Linked DNA regions of Zea mays: region 2 is linked to region 1. A link is a contact called in public Hi-C data. All regions are on one chromosome and are shown on one strand. Each heading gives the region's core, a stretch centred on a gene start, on an enhancer-like site or on the middle of the called end of the contact. The rest is flanking DNA. Distances are from core to core; before and after follow the strand shown. Region 1 has its middle 17 kb from the start of LOC111589834. Region 2 holds the start of LOC103632604 (L-type lectin-domain containing receptor kinase IX.1).

What was found. Hi-C and Micro-C count contacts between places; a contact is called where the count stands out from the background.
Region 2: a Hi-C map of ear shows a contact between it and region 1, with 5 times the contacts expected there. The contact joins the promoter of LOC103632604 here to the enhancer-like site in region 1. A contact is called at or near these places in 7 of 25 Hi-C or Micro-C datasets (bundle sheath, ear, leaf and 3 more).

The regions. Positions count from the first base shown.
Region 1 is chr7:96,633,384-96,637,357 of Zm-B73-REFERENCE-NAM-5.0, reverse strand. No RefSeq gene overlaps it. Among protein-coding and RNA genes, the nearest start is that of LOC111589834, 17 kb to the left of the region's middle. Within about 2 kb of position 2,582, at least 16 of the 20 cell types and tissues checked have an H3K27ac peak or open chromatin away from gene starts, as enhancers often do. A contact at or near this core is called in ear, leaf, leaf mesophyll and 1 more, where this site is marked.
Region 2 is chr7:96,934,793-96,939,174 of Zm-B73-REFERENCE-NAM-5.0, reverse strand. It overlaps LOC103632604 (L-type lectin-domain containing receptor kinase IX.1), which reads left to right and starts at 2,517. Exons shown (of 2, transcript XM_008654360.4): 1 at 2,517-4,117. The coding sequence starts at 2,697.

The DNA.
Region 1 (3,974 bases), core at 1,333-3,832:
TCTTTCTAAACTAGGCCACAAATGAATCCCTAGAACAAAACCTATGCAAATAATCAAACTAGAATGTGCAACCTAGGTTTTGTCTAAGTGTTGCTATCTCTACCGCAAAGCTTAAGTTTCAATTCTAAATAATCTAACTAGAAAGACAAGATTGAAACTTAAATACTTAATATAATTGCAGAATGTAAAGAGCAAGATAAAGATGCAAACTCTCGTGGATGACGCCGGTATTTTAACCGAGGTATCCGGACTCACGCAAGGTTCTGACTAATCCTCGTTGGTGATCCTACGCAAAGGGTAGCCCACGCGAGGGCCAAGCACCACGGTTGAGTAACTCCGTAGAGAGCAGCGGACCTTCTCCACGCGCAAGTGGTGCTCCGCTTCCGGCTCCTCTCGGACGCTCCCCGCCATCTCCACTATCAAGCTTCCGACTGAAACGCAGCAGGCCTCGTTCCAAACGGTCCGTCATTGTTTAAATTACAATTTCTCTAAAATGAAGGGATCCAAACGGTCTGTCATTGTTTGTTTGGACATTGGAGCATGATCAGGCATTCCAGACCATCAAGACAACATTATCTACTACACTGGTTTCGGCACTTCCCAACTTCAACAGACCATTCGTTATGGAGAACGACGCATCAGGTACGGGTATTGGTGACATACTTACACAGGATGGCCACCCTCTGGCCTTTGTCAACCGTGCACTTGGCGCCAAAAATTTGGGACTGTCAACCTACGAAAAAGAGTGCCTAGCTATTATCCTGGCAGTGGACGAATGGCGACCTTATCTCTAGCACTCGAAATTCGTGATATACACTGATGAACGCAACCTCTCCCATTTGTCTGATCAACGCCTGCACGCGCCGTGGCAGCAGCGAGTATTTACCAAGTTATTAGGCCTGCAATATCAGATCATCTACAAAAAGGGTGTGAATAACGATGCCGTCGATGCTCTGCCACGTCGCACTTCAGTTGGCCTAGAGATTTATAGTGTGTCGTCCACAGCTACCCAGTGGCTCTCAGGTGGTTCAAGGGTACAGCCAGGATGCAAGAGCAACCTAGCTGCTCACCGTGTTAGCATTACAATCTTCTCCACAGGAACCCTACTCCCTCCACCAAGGTCTCATCCGATATAAGGGCAGAGTGTGGCTAGGTGCTAATCGAGACCTTCAGCTTCACATCCTTTCAGCACTGCACGACAGTGAGCTTGGAGGCCATTCTGGCTTTCCCGTCACCACAGACGGCCAAGCAGCTCTTTGCGTGGCCAGGGCTTAAGAAGTTGGTCAAGGAATTTGTCGTTTTGTGCACAGTCTGGCAGTCTGCCACCAAGTGAAGCCCCACCGCATCAAGTATCCCAGGTTACTCCAGCCGTTGCCTGTTCCTGACCAAGCCTAGCAAGTGGTCTCGCTGGACTTTATTGAAGAGTTACCCTGATCCAGTGCAGCTAAATGTATCCTCGTAGTGGTGGATACGTTCAGTAAGTATGCCCATTTCATCGGCTTGCTTCATCCATTCACTACACTCAAAGTTGCTCAAGCTTTCATGGCAAACGTCTACAAACTTCATGGACTACCTCATGCTCTAGTCTCATATACAGACCGTATCTTCACAAGCCATCTGTGGCAAGAACTCTTTCACCTTTTAGGCACCAAACTGCGAATGAGCACAACATACCATCCTCAGAGCGACGGATAGACAGAACAGGTCAATCAGTGACTGGAGACCTTCTTGAGCAGTTTCACTCATTCCTGTCCAACCAAACGGAGTCACTGGCTTCCACTAGCCGAATTCTGGTACAATACTTGTTCTCATTCATCATTGGGAATGTCTCCATTTGAGGTTGTTTATGGCTGACCCTCTAGACAGTTTAGCTTGGTGCCTGCAGACGCGGTGTCCACTGCTGAGTTGGCTGACTGGTTATCAAGCAGGGAACTCATGCAGTCATGCTTCGTGTGGTGAAACAGAACCTCATGCGTGCTCAGCGAGAATGAAGCACCAGGATGATAAGGGCAGGACTAACCATGGATTTGTTGTAGGGGATTTCGTTTATGTGAAGTTACAGCCTTACATCCAAGGGTCCGTAGCCACTCGAGCAAGCCACATAAACTCAGTTTCAAGTTCTTTGGGCCTTACGAGATTATCCAACACATTGGCAAGGTCGCCTATAAACCGCGTCTACCGGAATCGGCAGCAGTTCACTCGGTGTTCCATGTCTCCGAGATCAAACCATATGTTCACCCTCCCCAACTGGTGAGTTCTTCCATGCCAACTGCTAACCTTGCTCTTCAGTACCATGCACAGATCTTGGATCGCAGAACGGTGTCACGCGGTGGTTCCTCCATCGACCAACTATCGACCAACTATCGACCAAGTTCTTGTGCACTGGTCCGGTATGGACGCGGCTCTATCATCATGGCAGGATACTGAGGTGCTCCAACTGGCGTTTCCAGATGCAGATGCTTGGGGGCAAGAGTCGTCCAAAGGAGGGGGGATGTCAGTGCCTCTTATATACAAGACAAGCAAGTGAAGCATGTGGAGAAGCCATCGCAATGGGCTGTCGTGTGAAGAAGCCCAGTGTTCGATATGCCGGCCCAAAATGGCTGTTGTAATAGTGAGAGAGTTATTTGTATCCAGGAGAGAAGGAAAGGGGTAGAAAGAAACACAACAACAATTACATTCTACCATCTACTGACTGCTTCCTCTCTCCCCTCTGACCCATTGCTCTGTACCTTCTTCCTCACGGTGCCGCCACCTGTCGCTAACAGGACTAGGGGCCTAGAGCGTCAGGACTCAGGCGTGGTGAGGCGTGGCCACCGGCGTCCGGCAACGTGGGGTGGTGGCAGGTCGCAGGTGGTCGGTGGCCGGGCGACGCCACGATGGCGCTAGGGTTCTCCATGGCGTGGATTGTGGGTGCGGCTAGGAGCCTGCCTGGGAGAGGCTGCGAGTAGCCGAGTAGGACAGTTGTGACCTGAGAGCCTGCTTGGGAGCGGTCGAGTGCCCCAAGAGGCCGAGAGCTCGAGACACCGAGTTGGTCAGTGGGATTACAAACGTGGGCTAGGCTATTTATGTTGTATAATGTTACATGTAAGGAGATGCCTTTTAGAAATTCGGGTAATTTGGTGCAAATCGGGTATGGGATGGGTAACCCGAATTACTCAAATAAAATTCGAATCAGTGATCGGGTAATTCAGATCCAGGTTCGGGTAGTTCGAATTTGGATAATGGGTAACAGGTTTTTTTTGCCTAGACCTTTTTGTTTCGGTTGTTTTCAGCTTCTGGCTACCAGAAGCTACTGCAGACTACCAAACGCCTAGCTTTTCAGGTCCCTTCTATAAAAATCACTTTAGTCAAAACCATCCAAAATCAATGTGAACAAAAAACCGGCTGAGTCATTGCGAATTGCGGGAGTAGGAAACTGTCACTTTTACGTACTTAACCCTATAGACTCATGTTTCCCCGCACGTAATCTCCACGATACTCAAATACCCTATTCACTTGGCTTTAATTCGTATCGATTTCTACTTGTTCTACATTGTTTTATCTCTATAGATTCTAGCTACAGCAGTTCAAACAACTGACTTTAATCCGAAACGAATAAATCAAGATTCTCTTCACAATTAGATTTCACTCACAACTAGAATATGAGAAAAGCTCCTCATAAAAAAATGGACCAAAGAGGCCCTCTATATGGTCGCCCCAAGTTTCCTTTCTCTTCAACTCGACAGTTATCCACTAACAAAATTAGTATTGTTATTTTGTTTAAATCTTGTTTTAGTCCGTAGTGCGCCATTTCGTAGGGCCGTCGACAGCAGGTGCAGCTGCCAACGACATAGAGCCCATGGCACTAGGAACCCTACGAGGGAATTATATATAAACGTATAAATTTAGCGTTTAGTGTACGTATTTCACTATCCAAAATAAAAGTTTAAAGGTCTATATATTTAGCACAAGCAACTAGAAAGAGTTACTTGTCG
Region 2 (4,382 bases), core at 1,268-3,767, 300 kb before region 1:
TAGAGCATTCACTTAATATAGACACCAATGCAATACTAGTCAGACAGAGACTACACCATTTTGCACAAGACAGGATGGACATCATCAAGAAGGAGATTAATTGGCTCCTACCTGGATTTATTAGAGAAGCCATTCACCTTGATCCTTGTTTGGATACTCTAGTATTCACTCTAATCCACCTCAATACATGTGTATTCACAACAGGACGATCGACCATTTTCAATAGCTTATTTTTTGCGGCGTCTGGCCACCAAAAAGATGTGGCCGAAACTTACCTATTATTTTCGGCGGCCACATGTGGGCCACCGAAAATAATTTATTTTCCTCGGTTTTCCCTCTAGCCGCCGAAAATAAGGAATAAATTTTGGCGGCTAGTCCTAGGCCGCCGAAAATAAGCAATTTCAAAGCAAAAAATATGAAAAAAAATAAAATTAACAACAATTTTAACAACAATATAATCACAACATTATGACAACAACACAAATTCACCACAATTCTTCATAATACATCACAGTCCACCAAAATACCTCACAGATCCATTACAATCTACCACAAACTCACAATTCCATCACAAATATATCAAAATCTATTGCATCGGCCAAATTCACCATAAGAGTCAAATCATCACATATAGGGGTCGTTTGAGTTGTGACCACTACCCCAGAAGCGAAGAAGTTGTTGATGAAGTCGTCTATCTGGTTTGGAGTCCGAAAGAAAGAAGAATGTATTAATAACTACATACCACTGTTCAAATGAATTATTTGTCAATTTGACCTCCTCTGTAGTAGCTCCCTCCCCTCTAGAAGCTTCTCCTGGTGCTGGCACCGGTGGTGGTATGTTGTGGCCCATAACCCCCGATCCCAATAAAATCAAGTTAAGCCAAGATTTGAAAGGTTAATACAAACGACAAGTCTAAATTAAATTAAATTTGAATGACACACCCGACCTGGTTTATAGTAAGTTCTAGTTCATAATACATTCGAGTAGAGATACTTATCGACGCACCTGAGCTGGAGGAGGTGTCGGAGCATGTAATTCCCACTGAGGCATCCACAACTGAAATTGAGGGAAAACGAATGGTTGTTGTTGTGCTTGATCTGAAAACCAAGACTGTTGCAAACACATTATATTAGTTATAGGACAAATATACGACCGTGTTGAGAATAATACGACACTCACGTTCATTGCTTGTTGCGCCTGTGCGTTGTAAGCAGCCATGTACTCTGATTGTTGTCGGACGAATGCCATTTGCTATTGCTGCAGCTCTTCATGAAACCTTTCTTGCTGCTCCCTCATAGCCTCCTCCATGCTCGAGCGCCGACTACGGCTGCTACCATAACCAATCTACGACGAAGAGCCCCCACGTGACCGCAACTCCGTCGAATCGATCATACCGATAAACATAGAATACCTTCAAAAAACAAGAAAATTTGCTATTCGGTCATAATTTCAATCCTATTGAAAAAAATCACAAGTTCGGAGAAGGGTCGTGCATGGTTGGCCAGACACCGGTGCGATGCTTGAGCTCGTGACCAGCAGATGCACTTAGGGAAGGGGCGTTGTCGGCAAGCTCTTGCCCAGAGCGCGACCGAGTGGCGGCGTCGGTGAGCACGCTGGCAGGGCGGCGCGGCGAGCGCTGCCGCACGTGGGGGCGATAGCCGCCAGAGCCTACAGCTAGAGAGAGGCAGCCAAGGACAAATAGTGGCGTGGCGAGCCAAAGGCGGACGCTGGGGCGCCGTCGTTGGGCACAAGCGCACAACGTCGGGAGCGAGTAGGAAGAAACGAAAATAAGAAAGAAGAAGGGGTTTCAGGGAGGGGGGGGGGGGGTAAAAAACGGTTAAATTTCGGCGACCAGAGCACGACCATTGAAAATAATTTAAATTTCGGCGGCCATGGGCCCAACCCACCGAAATTTGCTTTATTTTCGTCGGCTCGTACGAACCGCCGAAATTTACTAGTTATTTTCGGTGGCTTGTGTGAGGCCGCCGAAAATAACCCTGGCCGCCGAAAACCATTGGAACTCGTGTAGTGAGTGAGGTACCCCAAACAAAGGTTGAGTGGATTCTCTCACAAATGGCTAGGTGGCTCTCACCACTCTTCTGAACTGTGAACTCCATGCATCTTCCCATCGCATTCGTCCGATTGGTGTCCATCAACAAGTTGTTCAATTTTAGTTTGGCCGTGTTGGTTTGTCTCGTTTGTATGTCCGCTCTGGTACTCATCCGCACTACGCCTAATTTACGCCTCCCTTGAAATCCCAAACCAGCCAAATGGCCTGATAAATAGCTGGACATCAGTTCAATCCGAGCTGGCTACTATGCTTGCTTTGAGAACACAACACATTTTGGGAGCTTTACCTTGGAGTCTTGGACGATACGAGATGTATTCCATTTTTTTACTCTAATTCACTCTAACACACGTAGATTAAATTAAATATGGGTATGGAAACGCAAGGCCTGCGTAAGAATGGCAAATATGTCCAGGGCTCCCGACGGGCACTCCGTGGGAAGCCACAGTGCTGCGTCGGTATCTCCTAGGGAGGCACCTGCAGACCAGGTCAGCATGCGGACTGATGGTCTGCCCTCTGCCGTGCCCGTGCTGCGAAGATACGGATAATCTCTGAGTGTCCCTGTTCAATTATTCTCCGACCAAACCTAGCAGCTCTCCCTAGTAGTAGTACCTAACAAGCTGCAACAATGGCGGTAATGAGCTCTGGCGGCCTTCTACCCACGCTGTGCTGCCTCTGCTACGTGCTGTCCTCCGTCCACGTTCCCCTCGCCGCCTCGCTCTCTTTCCATTTCAACTTCTCAGACCCCGATTCCACCTGCACCGCCCAGAACGCGGAGCTGGCCTGCTCCAGCGACGCCTACTTCCACAGCACCGAGGACGCGATCGAGCTGACCAAGAACGGCATGGACAACCACAACAACAAAAGCGTCGGGCGGCTGGTGTACACGCAGCCGATACCCCTCTGGAACGGCGCCACCGGCGAGCTCGCCAGCTTCACCACCTCCTTCACCTTCCGGATCAAGCGAGCACAACCGGGGTCCCCGAGCGGCGACGGGATGGCGTTCTTCCTCGCGCACCACCCCGGACGGGTGCCCCCCAGCAGCTTCGGCAGGAACCTGGGCCTCTTCAACGACAGCACCAACAGGAACGCCACGGGCGACGACCGCGCCGTGGCGGTCGAGTTCGACACGTTCGAGAACGACGAGTTGGAGGATGCGGATGGCAACCACGTCGGCATCGACGTCAACTCCATCGTCTCTACCGATTCCATCTCGCCCGACAAGAGCATCAAGTCCGGCGAGACCCTGGCAGCCGACGTCGCCTTCGACAACACAACGGAGACGCTGTCCGTCACCCTCTGGATGAGCGGGGCACCGTACCGTGTCAGCGCCAACGTCGACATGAGGAAAAGCTTGCCCCAGATGGTGGCCGTCGGCTTCGCTGCTTCCACCGGCAACAACGTGGAGATGCACCAGCTCCTGTCGTGGTCCTTCAACTCTACCCTGGCGTCGTCGAAGGATGGTGAGACCAGGCCACCTGCGCCCTCTCAGGCCATCGTCTCCAAAAACAAATCCAAGGCGCGTAGCAGCGCGATAGCAGTGTCTTCTGCAGCTGCGTTTGTGGTCGTGTGCGCTTTAACTGGGTTTCTTCTAAGGCGGAAACTGAGGATGTGGAAGACGTCCAAGGAAGCATCCGGCGCCGGCGAGCTCGACGACGACGAACACGACGGAGAGGAGGCTGAGTTTGAGAAGGGCGTCGGCCCAAAGAGGTATTCCTATCGCGAACTCGCGGCCGCGACGCGCAACTTCTCGGAAGAGACGAAGCTCGGGCGAGGCGGCTTCGGCCACGTCTACCAGGGCCGCCTCAACATTGACGGCCAGGACCGCCGCGTGGCCATAAAGAAGTTCTCGGAGTCGTCCATGCAGGGGAGGAAGGAGTTCGAGGCCGAGGTGAAGATCATCAGCCGGCTGAGGCACCGCAACCTCGTGCGGTTGATCGGTTGGTGCGACTGCTGCAAGGGGCTCCTCATCGTCTATGAGCTCGTGTCAGAGGGCAGCCTTGACAGGCACATATACAACGCTGCCAGGTGGCTTACCTGGCCTCAAAGGTATGATCAACTAAGAGCAAGTTTGATAATAAAGTCTATATATACAGAGTTTTATGGTGTTGCTATGTTAAAGCCTGCTCATTTAATAACCCTTCTAAAACAGCTTTAGCTCTGGCTTTTGCACAAAAACAATTTTTTTTGTTAGAGGTGAAGCTATTTCGCAAATCGTTTGGCAGAAACAACTTATCGTAAAGTCAAAGTCATTTCCATGTATTAAAGTGCCAGAGACAGCCAAAATGGCTCTAGCTTTTAAGTGTTTTTCGCA